Regions from separate parts of the Sus scrofa genome. Here all the other regions are linked to region 1. The links are chromatin contacts, called in public HiChIP or PLAC-seq maps. All regions are on one chromosome and are shown on one strand. The core of a region is the stretch at or near the end of the contact, and the rest is flanking DNA. Distances in the headings are between cores, read along the strand shown.

Region 1 (4,711 bases), core at 1,458-3,957:
CCAACTAAGCCAGTGATCCTGGCTACAGGTGATAGGCAGCCACTGAAGAATTTCAAGTAAAGAATCTGAAAGAGAATGGATATGGGTACGTGTATAACCAAATCACTGTTGTACAGCCCAAATTATCACAACATTTTCTCAATAAGACCTTAAAAAAATGGGGGGGAAAAGACATCAATGTCAAGAAAAAGAAAAGAATAACCAGATGAGATCTATCCTTTCGAGCAACCACTTTATAATGAATAAGACTGATTGGGGAGTTACCACTGTGACACAGAGGAAATGAATCCTACTAGTATCCATGAGGATGTGGTTTCAATCCTTGGCCTTGCTCAGTGGGTCAGGGATCCAATGTTGCCTTGAGCTGTGGTGTAGTTTACAGATGTGGCTTGGGGGAAGCTATAGCTCTGATTCGACCCCTAGCCTGGGAACTTCCACATGCCACAAGTGGGCCCGCCTCCCCGACCCTGAAAAAAAAAAAAAGACTGACCAGATGTGACAGTCTGGGAGACTAGTTAGGAAATTACCTCAATGGCCCAGTGAAAGCTGCTGAAAGGCATAATTAAGGCAATTTCACAAGGAAGGGAGAGAAAGAGTTTCATATGAGCACTGTTAAGGGAATAGAAATGGCAGGACTTAAGGACTTAGAGCCCAGGTGGATGCAAAGCAAAAGGTAAGTCAGTCGGTGATGAAACCGGACCCCTGGTCAAGACAGCTGAGCGAACTGTTGATAAACCAAAATGGAAAATCACAGGAGCCGTGGGTTCTCATGTGACAGCTGGGGAGAGCTAAGTGAGTTACGGTGGTTACATGTTAACGTTGGCAGCGAAGAGAAAATGCAGGAGACAGGCATCAGTCCTGATTAAGATCACAGCGCCTGATGAGCCTATGAAAGGAGGCCGGTAGAGTTGGCAGGGAGTGGTAGGCAGGATGTCTTAGATGGTCTGATGTGTTACCTGTCATGGGGAAGAAATGCACCTCACCCAGAAATACACAGAGGGTCTCTTTCTGGAGGTTTTGTCTCAACATCCCGTAGAATCTGGGTGTAACCAGGGTGGAGCTGGCCTCACCAAGGCAGAAGTCATGAAAGAAAAGGGAGATAATGATCCTGGCATCAAGGTTTGGCTCTGCGCTGAACAGGTTTCATAACCTTGGGCAAGTCAGTTAATTTCCTTTTGCCTCACTTCCTGTCACTAGCAAATCGCAGTGGAAAGAAAACGATTAGACTGACTAGGACCCTTCATTAGCTGAGAAACATCTGGAAGGCCCAAGAAAACCCTCCTATAGCAGGGGATGTACAAACTAAGAGCCAGGGAATAAGTAAGAAGTCACCAGATGAACATAAGTAGGAGGTGATAAGATGAAAGATGTACCAGTTAGAGGGAAGAGCATCTGTAAGACCCTGAGCTCAAACAGAAATTGTGTTTGCAGAGAACCAAGAAGTGATTCGATATTCTAGAACATAGTTTTCTAGGGATGAAGTGAGAAAACCTAAAGTGTAAGCCGTTAAGTCATTTGCTCCAGGTCACATGGCTAATAAGGGTCCGATCTCTGAGTTGAGCACGCATGTCTGCACCAGGACCTGCATATAAACGAATTGTGTACAGCTTCTCTATAGTACCATACAAACAGGAGAAGATCATGACCGAGGGCAAAACAGGCCTAATATTCCCCAGTGTCTCTAGGAGATTATAGAGTGAATATTCACTTGATCTTAAAAAGAAAAATAAAGGTGAGAATGCCAAAATGATCACCATTACGTATATAGAATTAGGTCACTAAAGTAAGGAAGCTAAACTTAGTCAAATCATTCAACAGATAACCTATGAACCTTTGTTTCTACTCTTGTCCTATGCAAATAGAGAGAGCAACTTAATATGAATTTTATGACTAATGCAAAAAAAAAGGGTGTTTTATTTTGTTTTTTTTTTTCCTTTTAGGGCCACCCTTGCAGCATATGGAAGTTCCCGGGCTAGGGGTCTAATCAGAGATGAAGCTGCTGGCCTATTCCACAGCCATAGCAACACCAGATCTGAGCTGCATCTGCCACCTATACTGCAGCTTATGGCAGTGCTGGATCCTTAATCCACTGAGCAAGGCCAGGGATCCAACCCACATCTTCAAGGATACTAGCTGGGTTTGTTTCCACTGTGCCACAATGGGAACTCCAACAAACTTTTAATTATTAGTTTTCTTTTTAAAACCTGCTTTCTACTGACTAAATTTTTACTGAACTCTGAAAACCCCTGGTCATTGCGATTATTTTACAAACAAAACAAAACCCCAATCAGATCAATTCAGTTTTATATGGACTTAATATTGGGGTGAACTGTGTTATATATACCACTCAGCATTGACTCATGGAAGGTTACACTGATTGAAGAGCTCATCTTTGTCCTCTGCGTTCTATTGTTTTACTGTGAGGTGACAAGATGTGGAATTATTTCTGTTGGTCGTGCATGTGATTTGTTGGGCCCCTGAATCAGAGGCTTGTTGTCTTTGATGGCCATGGAGCTGCATCACTCATAGCCACTTACAGTAGAACCTTCCGCAGGAGTTCAGGGGATGTCCCAGGGTGGCAGGCGGCTTAACAGTGTCCTTTACTAGTGCTCTTCTCATTTTGATATTGTTTCTGTATACTTCTCTGCTGGCCTTCCCTGTACTTCCCCACTGCAGATGTGCTCTGCAATCCTTGTCACAGAGTCTGCTCTCATTATTCCTTTTCTACCCAATGCTTTATCAGCTGTGGGGGAAGTTGAACCTTCAGCCACACTGTGTTGGAGTTCAAGGATTTCCTCCAAAGGAGGAAGAGGAGGGAGGACATTTTGCTTAATTTTTTCCTAGTAATATACCTATGTTTTGATCTGCAAAAGACAACTTACAGACATTATAATCACTCACATGTCTGATAGAGGTAACAGGTCTCATTACATAAAAGGCATAGTTGTAATTCAAATCTAGAGCAGAGCTTTTGTTTAAATAGGAATCTATTTACGAAGAAAAATGTTTGCCTCAAGATACTTTGGCATGTACTGTACCTGTCTTTCTCTTTTTGATAATGATCATCACCCATACATTTTCAAGAGCCAAACAAATTAATGTTCTTTCACTGTGACTCTAAAAGGAGACTATTTGAATGACTAAAAGTGGAAGCACTGCCTTTAAAAATTGATTTATTTAAAATTCTAAGGTAGGAGTTCCTGTCGTGGCGCAGTGGTTAACGAATCTGACTAGGAACCACGAGGTTGTGGGTTTGATCCCTGGCCTTGCTCAGTGCGTTAAGGATCCGGCATTGCCGTGAGCTGTGGCGTAGGTTGCAGACACGGTTCAGATCCCACGTTGCTGTGGCTCTGGCGTAGGCCAGCAGCTACAGCTCCGATTAGACCCCCTAGCCTGGGAACCTCCATATGCCCCTGGAGTGGCCCTAGAAAAAGCAAAAAGACAAAAATAACATAACATAACATAACATAAATAAAATAAATAAAATAAAATAAAATAAAATTCTAAGGTAATTTAATGTTACTGAGTGAGCTTTCAAAAACAACTACAAAACATATGTATTTCAAACTAAATTTGTCTCAGATATCACACTAACCGTATACTTAGAATACAATGTTCTGTATCTACTACCACAATTTTCTACCATCGACCATAAATAATGTCAGTTACAATGTAAGGTAGGACCTTTGTAGCCATAAGCCAATCAGAACACATTATTAATATGTATGTAATATGTACTATGTACAAGGTTCCTTGCTGAATCAGAGCTACAGCTGTCAGCCTACACCACAGCCACAACCACAGTAACGCTGGATCCTTAGTCCACTGAACAAGGCCAGGGATTGAACCTGCGTCCTCATGGATGAGAGTCAGATTAGTTTCCCCTGAGCCACGACAGGAACTCCATGTGTTCTGTGTTAGGTTTGGGAACCTACACAAGTATCTTCCAAGCTCCCACGAAAGACTATTTACAATATCTTGTTGAGCATTATCTCTCTGGCAATCTTTTTGGTCTATTTTTGTTTGTTCATTTTGCTTTTAGAATCTCATTAAGATCTCACTTATTATTGGAAAGGGAGAGTATACTTTGTTCAAATCACAAGAAAGTACTGTGTCCTATTTAATTAATCCTGACATTGCCAACTGCTGTTCCTAGACCACAGGGCTCTACCTGCATTTCCAGGATTCCTCAGTGTTCATTAGGCTCAGACATAACCATCTCACCTTAATTTGAACTCAGAGTGGAAATTCCAGGATTTGAAAAGAAGGTAATTCAATATTAACTTGTGGTTTAAAAACAAAACTGAAGAACTCATTAATAGCAGTTTACTTCCTTAACCACATAAAGCTGTTAAACATCTATAATAAATGAATTGGTGGGGAGTTCCCATCGTGGTGCATCAGAAAGGAATCCAACTAGGTGGTGCATCAGAAACGAATTCAACTAGGAACCGTGAAGTTGCGGGTTCGATCCCTGGCCTTCTTAGTGGGTTAAGGATCCAGTGTTGCAGTGAGTTGTGGTGTAGGTCGCAGACGTGGCCCAGATCTGGCATTGCTGTGACTGTGGTATAGGCCGGTGGCTACAGCTCGGATTAGACCCCTAGCCCAGGAACCTCCATGTGCCGCTGGTGCGGCCCTAAAAAAAATAAAATAAAAGACAAAAGATAAATGAATTGGTGAAATGTTTATGAGGTTTATTGAGAGCAAGAGA
Region 2 (4,711 bases), core at 1,322-3,821, 290 kb after region 1:
CTCTATTCCTGAGAATCTTTGTTCCACTGGCTTCCCCGGGGTTACACAATCCCAGTTCCATGGTTTGTTTTGCAGAGTCTCTTTCCTTTTCCATGTTCTAAAAGATTGCTCTTTCCCTCTCCAGTCTTTTACTCTGTATTAGAATTGCCTGTACCCAAGTTATCCAATCTGTTAATAACTCCCAACCTGTATTTTCAAGCCAGATCTCTTTCCTGAATTGAAAAAGTATGTGTCCAGTGTCTTTTGAACACACCCACTTGGATGACTTACAGTTCATCCTAACCAAGTAAATCCCAAACTAATTCATCATCTCCCTCTCAACACTGGAGAGCTTCCCTTGTCTTCTCTGTGAAAGGAACCACCCACAACTTCATTGTCCAAGCGAGAACACTAGAGTCTCCCCCTGACTTGTCCCTCTCTCTTAACCTCCAAATCCTATCAATAAATGGGACTGCTATTCCCCAGTCCACCTACCCACTATCCCTTGTCTGGAGGATGAGAAAATCTTGCTCCACCTTACCCCACTCACCATACTCCAGGCAGAAATCTTCTTTTGTTTGTTCGTCTTTAGAAATGATTTTTCTAAAACGCAAAATGATTGTATAGTTCCTCACCCTAAAAAATTCTGTGATGGCTGTTCTGTTGATAAAGACTAAATTTAATTTAGGGAGTTAGAACACCCTCCATTAACAAGCCCCTAACAAGAGTTGCATGGTCTTCTCCCTTACAGCCTGCTCATAGTCTAAGATCCAATTGTACTGAACATCTCTTAGTTTTAAAAAGTGACACATTATTGGGAGTTTCCTTCGTGGCGCAGTGGTTAACGAATCCAACTAAGAACCATGAGCTTGTGGGTTCCATCCCTGGCCTCCATCAGTGGGTTAAGGATCCGGCGTTGCCGTGAACTGTGGTTTAGGTTACAGACGCGGCTCGGATCCCGCATTGCTGTGGCTGTGGTGTAGGCCAGCGGCTACAGCTCCGATTAGATCCCTAGCCTAGGAACCTCTATATGCCGCAGGAGCAGCCTTAGAAATGGCAAAAAGACAAAAAGACAAAAAAAAAAAAAAAAAAAAAAAAAAAAAGACACATTATTTTGTTGTTGTTGTTCTTTGTTTTTTTTCAGTCCCCCCACCCCCCACCCCACCCATGGCATATGGAAGTTCCCAGGCTAGGAATCAAATTGGAGCTGCAGCGGCCGGCAGGCCTACACCACAGCAACAGCAACGCCAGATCTGAGCCTGTCTGTGACCTACGCCAACTCATGGCAATGTCAGATCCTTAACCCAATGGGTGAGGCCAGAGATTGAACCTGAGCCCTCATGAATACTAGTCAGGTTCATTACTGCTGAGCCACGATGGAAACTCCTGTCTTTGTGGCACTGGACTTTTATACAAGCTCATTTCTCTTCCTAGAACACACTTCCCTCACTCACACAGGAAATGTTTATACATAAAATCTTACATTGCTTATATCTCAGTTCTCAGATTATAGTATTTTAATATTTTGGCTATTGTATTATTACAATGTTACATGGTGAATGTGTGTTACTATTATAATTAAAATTGAATAATTAACATATACATACCCTCTGATGCAATAATTCACTCCCCATGCACATACAATAGAAATGCAAATATATATATTTTTCATCAAAAATCCAATTAGTTGTAATCTTTGCCCTTTCAAATTAATTAAGGGCAATTATATTAAGATTTAAAAAAAAAAAAATAATAGTTGCTACCAGGTGAAGTGTAGAATGGACCACTCTGTACAGTTTCCTATTCATCGATTTTAAAACTAAAAGTTAAAAAATATAATAGTCATTGGCTTAAATATTATCTACCAATTTTATTTCATTATTTTTAATTTTTTTTTTTTAAGGCCGCATCTAGGCATGTGGAAGTTCCCAGGCTAGGGGTCGAATTGGAGATACAGCTGTCGCCTACACCACAGCTGCAGCAACACTGGATCCAAGTCATGTCTACAACGTACACCACAGCTCATGGCAAACTGGATGTTTAACCCACTGAGGCCAAGTATCAAACCTGCTTCTTTGTGGATAGTAGTCAGATTGTTTCCACTGTGCCAAGACAGGAACTCCCTTATCTACTAATTTTAATAAGAATTCCTCTGAAAATCAAAATTCAGCTGGCAATTAAGTATATGAAAAACAACAAATAACAGATGTGTCTTCAATGTTACTTTATCATTTTTTAAAAAAACATTTTTAACTTAAACATTTGAATTATTTATATTTATTGAAATACAAATATCAAAGAAATACATACTGTGCTAACTGTTCCATAGTTCCTAGAACTCAGTGGACTCAGGAGTTCATAGATTATGAAGCCCCAGTGCGACACCTGGAATGATAAATAAACGGAGAAGTGTGATAGAGTTTCAAAGACAAATGAGGATCATTAAAGAAAGAAAGTTTAAGTCAATTGCTATTTTGCTTCTGGGAAATGCCTCATTTTGGTTCCCAGCAAAATGGTCTGGGGAAGGCGAGGGAGAGGAAATGGGAGTGAACTTCTCAGGGCACGTGGCAGGGCCAGTCAAACCCACAGTCACATGGATGAGTGCCATATCCTCCACATTCTCACACCGCCTCCTCTCTTCACTCATGTCTCCTGGTCCAGCTCTCCCCATCTGCCCATAAAATCAATCCATCAGTGATACAAATAAAAAAAATTTAAGTACATAATATAAAAGTGGATGATATCATTAGCAGTGAATTCCCCCACTTGGAAATAAAGATTTCTCCAGCATTATCTGGCCAAAACAGAGCCCTTGATACTCCCTCAGTGAACCAGCTCATCCCCAAGGCTTCCTCAATTTGGTAAAAGTTACCACTATCTACCTAGTTGCTCCAATCAAAAGTCAAGGCCTTTATCACATCTGTAGTTGTATAATGATCATAACAATCTGATTTCACATTCATTTGAGTAATAAAAAAAATGGAAAAAAAAAGATACATGCACCCCTATGCTCATTGCAGAACTATTTATGATATCCAAGACATGGAAGCAAACCAAATGTCCATCAACAGAGGAAAGGATAAAGAAGACATGGGGGGGGTGTATGTGTATAAAATGCAATGATACTAAGCCATAAAACAGAATGAAATAATACCATTTGTAGCAACATGGATGGACATAGAGATTATCATATTAAGTGAAGTAAGTTGAACAGAGAAAGACAAATATGATATCCCTTATCTGGGAAATCTAAAAAAATGATATGAATGAACTAGCTTACAAAGCAGAAACAGACTCACAGAGTTCAAAAACAAATTACCAAAGGGGAAAGGTGGGTGGGGAATAAATTAGGAGTTTGGGATTAGCATATACACACTACTATATATAAAATAGATAATCAGCAAGGACCTACTGTATAGCACAGGGAACTCTATTCAATATTCTGTAGTAATCTATATGGGAAAAGATTTTGAAAAAGAATGGATATATGTATATATGTATAACTAAATCATTTTGCTGTACACTTGAAACTATTACAACATTGTAAATCAACTATACTCAAATATAAAATAAAAATTAAATTTAAAAAAAAAAAGTCAAGGCCTTATCCTCAGTTCCTCTCTTCCCTGCTACACTGCCATTTAATCTATCAGTAAGTCCTCTTACCTTCACTTTCAAAACATTTCTCAAACCCATCTGCATTTCTGTTTTCACCACTACGACCTTAGTCCAAACATCATCACCTCTCATTTGAAGACAACATCTAGAGTGATGATTTTAAAAATTAATCAGGAGTTCCCTTTGTGGCTTAGCAGATTAAAAACCCAACATAGTGTCCCTGAGGATGTAGCTTTGATCCCTGGCCTCGCTCAATGCCTTAAGGACCCAGCATTGCTGTAAGCTGTGACATAAGTCGCAGATGCAGCTTGGATCCAGGTATTGGTATGGCTGTGGTGTAGGCTGACAGCTACAGCTGCAATTCGACCCCAGCAGGGAACTTCCATATGCTTCAGATGTGACCCTAAATCGAAAAAAATCAATCAATCAATCAATAAAAGAAAAGAAAAATAAACAAATCAATCAAATCATATCACTGCCCTGCTTAAAAACTTTCCATGACTCCCCACTCTAACTAGAATAAAGTACTCCTTTAAATTACTGCTTATGACATCCCCTCAGGGTTGTCATAAAAGCCCATCTCTGCACTCAGGTGGTATGTAGGCAGCCCACACCTTTTTTCTGACGCTCAAATGTGCCATGTTCAGTTCTGTCTTAGGGTCTTGTTCTCAGCCTGGAAATCTCTGTCCCCAGAACCTTGCATGCCTGCACCTCAAAGCTCAAATATCATCACCATCCAATGAAGACCTTTTCTTTCTTTTCCTTTCCTTTCCTTTCCTTTCCTTTCCTTTCCCCTTTCCTTTTTTAGGGCCATGCCTGCCACATTTGGACATTCCTAGACTAGGGGTCAAAGTGGAGCCACAGCCACAGCAACTTGGAATTCAAGCCGTGTCTGCAACCTACACTGCACCTCACAGCAATGCCAGATACTTAACCCCCTGAATGAGCCAGAGATCAAACCCACATCCTCAGGGATACTAGTTGGATTCGCTACTTCTGAGCCATAATGGGAATTTCCATGGAGGCCTTTTCCATGTTAATTAATTAACATCCAAATTAATTTAACCCCATCAATATGAAATAATTCTTGTGATCCCAATCCCATGTAAACTCC
Region 3 (4,711 bases), core at 1,642-4,141, 270 kb after region 1:
AATTTCAGCTGTACAGCAAAATGACTCATTTATTCACATATATACATTCTTTTTTATATTATTTTCCATCATGGTCTATGCCGGGAGACTGGACGTAGTTCCCTGTGCTATGCAGTAGGACCTCGCTATTTATCCATTCTAAATGTAGTAGTTTGCATCTACTAACCAACCCAAACCACCAGGCCACTCCAGTACCCCCCCCCACCTTGGCAACAACAAGTCTGTCCTCTGTCTATGAGTCTGTCTCTGTTTTATAAGGACACAATAGAATTTAGACAATGTGGTCTGTACACAGTAGCATAAGCAATAGTTTCTTTAAAAGCAAAGTCTAAAATGCCATTGTCCTAATCTACAATCCAGTGGGCAGAATGTTGGTTTAAAAAAAAAAAAAAGTTCCTGTTGTGTCTCAGCTATAATGAACCCTAACCCAACCAGTATCCATGAGGACTCAGATTCGATCCCTGGCCCCACTCAGTGGGTTAAGGATCCGGCAGTGTGGTGAGCTGTGGTACAGGTTGCAGATGCGGCTCAGATCTGGCATTGCTGTGGCTGTGGTGTAGGCCAGCAGCTGCAGCTCTGATTCGACCCCTAGCCTGGGAACTTCCATATGCTGTAGGTGCAGCCTTAAAAAAATGTTTGGAATCAGGAGTTCCTGTCATGGCGCAGTGGTTAATGAATCCGACTAGGAACCATGAGGTTGCGGTTTCAGTCCCTGGCCTTGCTCAGTGGGTTGGGGATCCGGCGTTGCTGTGAACTGTGGTGTGGCTCGCAGACACGGCTCAGATCCCGCGTTGCTGTGGCTCTGGCGCAGGCCAGTGGCTACAGCTCTGATTCGACCCCTAGCCTGGGAACCTCCATATGCCACAAGAGTGGACCAAGAAATGGCAAATTGACAAAAAAAAAAAAAAAAAGTTTGGAATCAAAACCACAGGAGATGGAGGGTTTGAGGGCTTTTTACCCAGATCAGGGAGAGGCCTTATCACCTTCCTGCGGCCACAGTGCTAGAGTCTTTCCTGCTCCCCACCCCCTCCTGCTTTATTTAGATTTAATAAGGTATTTTTTTTGTCAAAGAGGAATTTTTATACAGAAATAGAGCAATCTCTGACTTGATATAACCTTTTAGTAAAGAAAAACCAGTATTTGATGTAAAACAAAAATTTTCCCAGTTGCTTTGGGTCCGTTTCCACTTTGGTTTTCTGCAGTTGTTCTTCCAATCACTGCTGTTCTATCAGGCCTTCTAAGTAGCCTCCTGCTACCATTGTTGTGACCACAACTTCAGAACCTGAGAACAAGAGAGCTAACCCTAGGCATTCAGACAACTGGAGTGTCTTCAATTGCTTTAAATTGGGAATGTCACAGAAGAGAGACATGTTCAAACCTTTGTAGAACAACTTTAAGACCAACCATGTTTCGTGACAATGATCTCAATGCACAGTATAACAACTAAAGGTCATAACCATCACACAAGTAGTGTTTTTCTTGCAATTTAGTCTCCATTTAAGTGTGAGTTCCAGGAGAGCAGGGTCTCTGTGGGTACACCCAGCACACAGGTCTGTGCCTAACACAATGAGCTGGAGCCATACATGGTGAAGAGTCAATAGCCATTTGTTGGATTGAGTGAACTTTACCATGGCCCTTGTAACAATGATAACACAGTAGACGTCATGGTATAATTAACAGCGCCCAGAACTGGAAGTTAGGGACCTGCCCGCCACCACCGAGTAACTTTGAAAGAGTAACCTCTCTGAAATTTTTTTGCTCATCAGAAAATTGAGAGAGTTGGAATGTATTATCTTTTAGATCCCTTCCACTCATAAAGGCTATCTCTCTCCACCTTCACTTAAGATAATTTAACACAACTTACCCCAGGACAGGCAGACTTTCTTTGGTCATTGCATGGTACAGTGTTTTCCAGAGAAACGAGGTGAAGGCAATAAAAGTGGTCCCAGAGCTGATCTCTGAGACCCCCTACTTGGAATCTACACTCAGTCATGTGAGCACAGAGAATGCCTCACCAGACTAGGACATTGGGAAGGGATATGTATGAGAAATGCATTTTTTAACACTTCATTTCTAAATGCTTGGTCAATATCTAAAGAACCACCTTCACCAATCAGTCCATGAGGACGAACTCCTGAGCAAGCATCCTCTGCCACAAGAGCTGCGTGGATGGGTAAAACTAGACACCCAAAAGCTAAAGGGGAAATGGAGCCACCCAGTAGAGAACAGTGCATGGGGAGGGCAGAGTTCCCAAGAGGCAGGGTGTTCCTTCAGTATGGCAGGTAGAACTAAGTGACACTGGGAAATGTTTGCTGACCAACAAAGGGCTCCAATAGGAATAAAGGACTGTAATCCTCCTGTTGTAGAATATTTACTTTTTCTGGATATTCAGTGTTCATATTCTATTAGTCACAAGGAGAGAGTTTTTTTAAGCTGGATCTTGAATAAAGTGATGTGGATTCACCATCAAGGGCCAGGCACCTCTGTCCCCAGGTTTAGATGATGCTTTATATATCTTTAGTGAACCCTAGGTGCTTTGAGATGGGAGGGGTGATTGAGAAAGAAACAGAAAGTCGGTGAAACCTCCTGATGCTCTCACCCTGCCCCCAGCCTGTCTCACGTCCAGCCCTGCCAGTAGGACCTTGGCCTTTCTGTGAAATAAATACTCCTTGACTCTAATTCAGAGGAAAATTGGAAGAGCTAGACTCCAAAGTAGGCCAGTAGCATCCATAGTCTAGACCAAAAGGAAACCAGGAAATATTTGGCACAAAGAAATTGCCTTCAAGAAAAATTTTCCATGTAGTATTTGCATGAATTTGTCATGGACCTGCCCTTTCAATAAAGGGCAGGGTTTGGGTGTAGGGGGGTAGCGTGACCTTGAGTCTACTGGCATCCTGTTGTACTTTGCAGGCAAGGTCAGACTGTTTCATCTCTTGCTTCATTTTTGCTTTTCTTCATGGACTCAAGGCTGCCAGATCTGAAGCTACAAATCATTATAATCCAAATTATATGTGCCATGAGTGAGCAGCCTGAATTGTGCAACATTTCACTTGGCTAATATTTCAGTGTCTTGAGTCATAGCCTGACAAGTAACTACAGAAGATGAAGCAGCAAATCCTGAGTCTATGCATGGGAGAAGGAAAAGGAAATTACCACTAGAGGTTAAGCATAACAGGAAATGAGGGGACCACCATCCAACTCCACAGCCTTATTCTAGGATGGAGATTCCTCTCTACTGAATTCAGTGGAATTTGTTCCCATATATTTAATGTAAACTTCACACCTTTGGAAACACATCTCAAGACACGTGATGAACAGTATCTCATATGCAGTCTCTTCCTTACCAGGAAATGACAATAGCCATCAACTTATTAATTCATGAGCAATAAGACATTTCTTAGGTGATAAATGCAAGTTTAGAAATGAATTCCTACCATTGAAGTTCTTCAAGCACTTAGAAACTCTTCGATGAACAAATGTCAATTTGCTCTTTCCATTGGCAACAAATAAAAGAAAGATTTTCTTAAAACCAAGCAAATTCATTATCTTGACAAATGTCAAGTGTGAAGAGTTAGTTTCCCAAACCATCAAATAGTGGGTCTACTTCATGTAGATTTTTCAAAGATTCAAGAAAGACAAAACCATAATTTTCCTCTTTCTTAACCATCTACCCCATTGTTCTATGCTATGATTAAGTGGTTTTAATTAAAATGGTATCCCATTAACTTTCCAATACATTATATTTGAAAGAAACATATGTTTACACCCTGGATACAGATGTCTCCTCTGGAACCTTAACCCTTGAAACTGTACCCCAGCTCCTTCCCAAAATATTCTCCAATTTGTTATGTACTTACTGGGCTCAAAGCACTGTACTATGAAAGTTATGAGAAGAAAAAAATATATAAGTAGAAAAAGAATTTGTTCCAAAAACATAAAATGTAAAATAATCACCACAAATATTTTCAAATCTCAGGTCTTCATCTCTTCTTTCAAAATTCCTTTCCACAACACTTTTCCCAAGTCCAACACTCCACATAGAGGGCTGAACGTAATATACAATACTTTCCCTTTGTCTTGATTAGGTTTTTGCTTTTGTTTTTGTTTTTGTTTTCTATGCTCTCAGCACTTTACTAGGTGGAGTTTGGGTTGATTAGTTATTTTAACTTCTTGGTACACTCCTCAGGGCTGGTCGCCAGGCTTGCCTGTCAACCTCTCTGTCTCAACCACAGTGGAGCTCCGTGACAGAAGGAATTGTCTTCTCAGTGGCTCTCAGAATTCTGTTCAGGAGTTTGATATTTAACATGTGCTTATAGAGTCGGTAAACTGAATACATGTGGAGCCCCCAGAACTGTGTCCCTGTTGAGGACAAGTGGGAACAGCACCTCCTTATGCCATATGGCCTAAATATTAGTCTGGCAAGTAGCTGAAAAAAATCACAAAGAAAATATAAGGTGAGTAGAGATTGGGAGTCCAAAGTGGTTTCTGGGCCCTCCTCCATGGCCTTGGTCACACATTCTCATAGTGTAGCAACATTACAGTTGTTGACCTTCAGGTCACGTAGTTGGTCATCCCATTAAAGTCAGTTGAGGACACTCACACCCTTCCTCCTACTGTTTTCTCCTACCCCAAAGCCACTTTAATACCCCTTTCTCAGGACTTCTCATGCTTCTCTCCCTTCTGAGCCCATTATCAGCCCTTCATTTCCAAC

Evidence for each region. HiChIP or PLAC-seq counts read pairs in DNA pulled down with a chosen protein or histone mark.
Region 2: a contact with region 1 is called in an H3K27ac HiChIP or PLAC-seq map of alveolar macrophages. The contact joins two enhancer-like sites. A contact is called at or near these places in 2 of 5 promoter capture datasets (fetal skeletal muscle and liver), 2 of 47 Hi-C or Micro-C datasets (liver and mesenteric adipose tissue) and 1 of 2 datasets of contacts at active chromatin or transcription factors (alveolar macrophages).
Region 3: an H3K27ac HiChIP or PLAC-seq map of alveolar macrophages shows a contact between it and region 1, with 6 times the contacts expected there. The contact joins two enhancer-like sites. A contact is called at or near these places in 1 of 47 Hi-C or Micro-C datasets (embryonic fibroblasts) and 1 of 2 datasets of contacts at active chromatin or transcription factors (alveolar macrophages).

The regions. Positions count from the first base shown.
Region 1 is chr8:70,167,342-70,172,052 of Sscrofa11.1, reverse strand. No RefSeq gene overlaps it. Among named protein-coding and RNA genes, the nearest start is that of MTHFD2L, 10 kb to the left of the region's middle. Within about 2 kb of position 2,707, at least 2 of the 83 cell types and tissues checked have an H3K27ac peak or open chromatin away from gene starts, as enhancers often do. A contact at or near this core is called in alveolar macrophages, where this site is marked.
Region 2 is chr8:69,877,896-69,882,606 of Sscrofa11.1, reverse strand. LOC106504690 (a long non-coding RNA gene) reads right to left here. Exons shown (of 3, transcript XR_002346496.1): 3 at 2,060-2,364. Among named protein-coding and RNA genes, the nearest start is that of RASSF6, 48 kb to the right of the region's middle. Within about 2 kb of position 2,571, at least 1 of the 83 cell types and tissues checked has an H3K27ac peak or open chromatin away from gene starts, as enhancers often do. A contact at or near this core is called in alveolar macrophages, where this site is marked.
Region 3 is chr8:69,895,246-69,899,956 of Sscrofa11.1, reverse strand. No RefSeq gene overlaps it. Among named protein-coding and RNA genes, the nearest start is that of CXCL8, 35 kb to the left of the region's middle. Within about 2 kb of position 2,891, at least 7 of the 83 cell types and tissues checked have an H3K27ac peak or open chromatin away from gene starts, as enhancers often do. A contact at or near this core is called in alveolar macrophages, where this site is marked.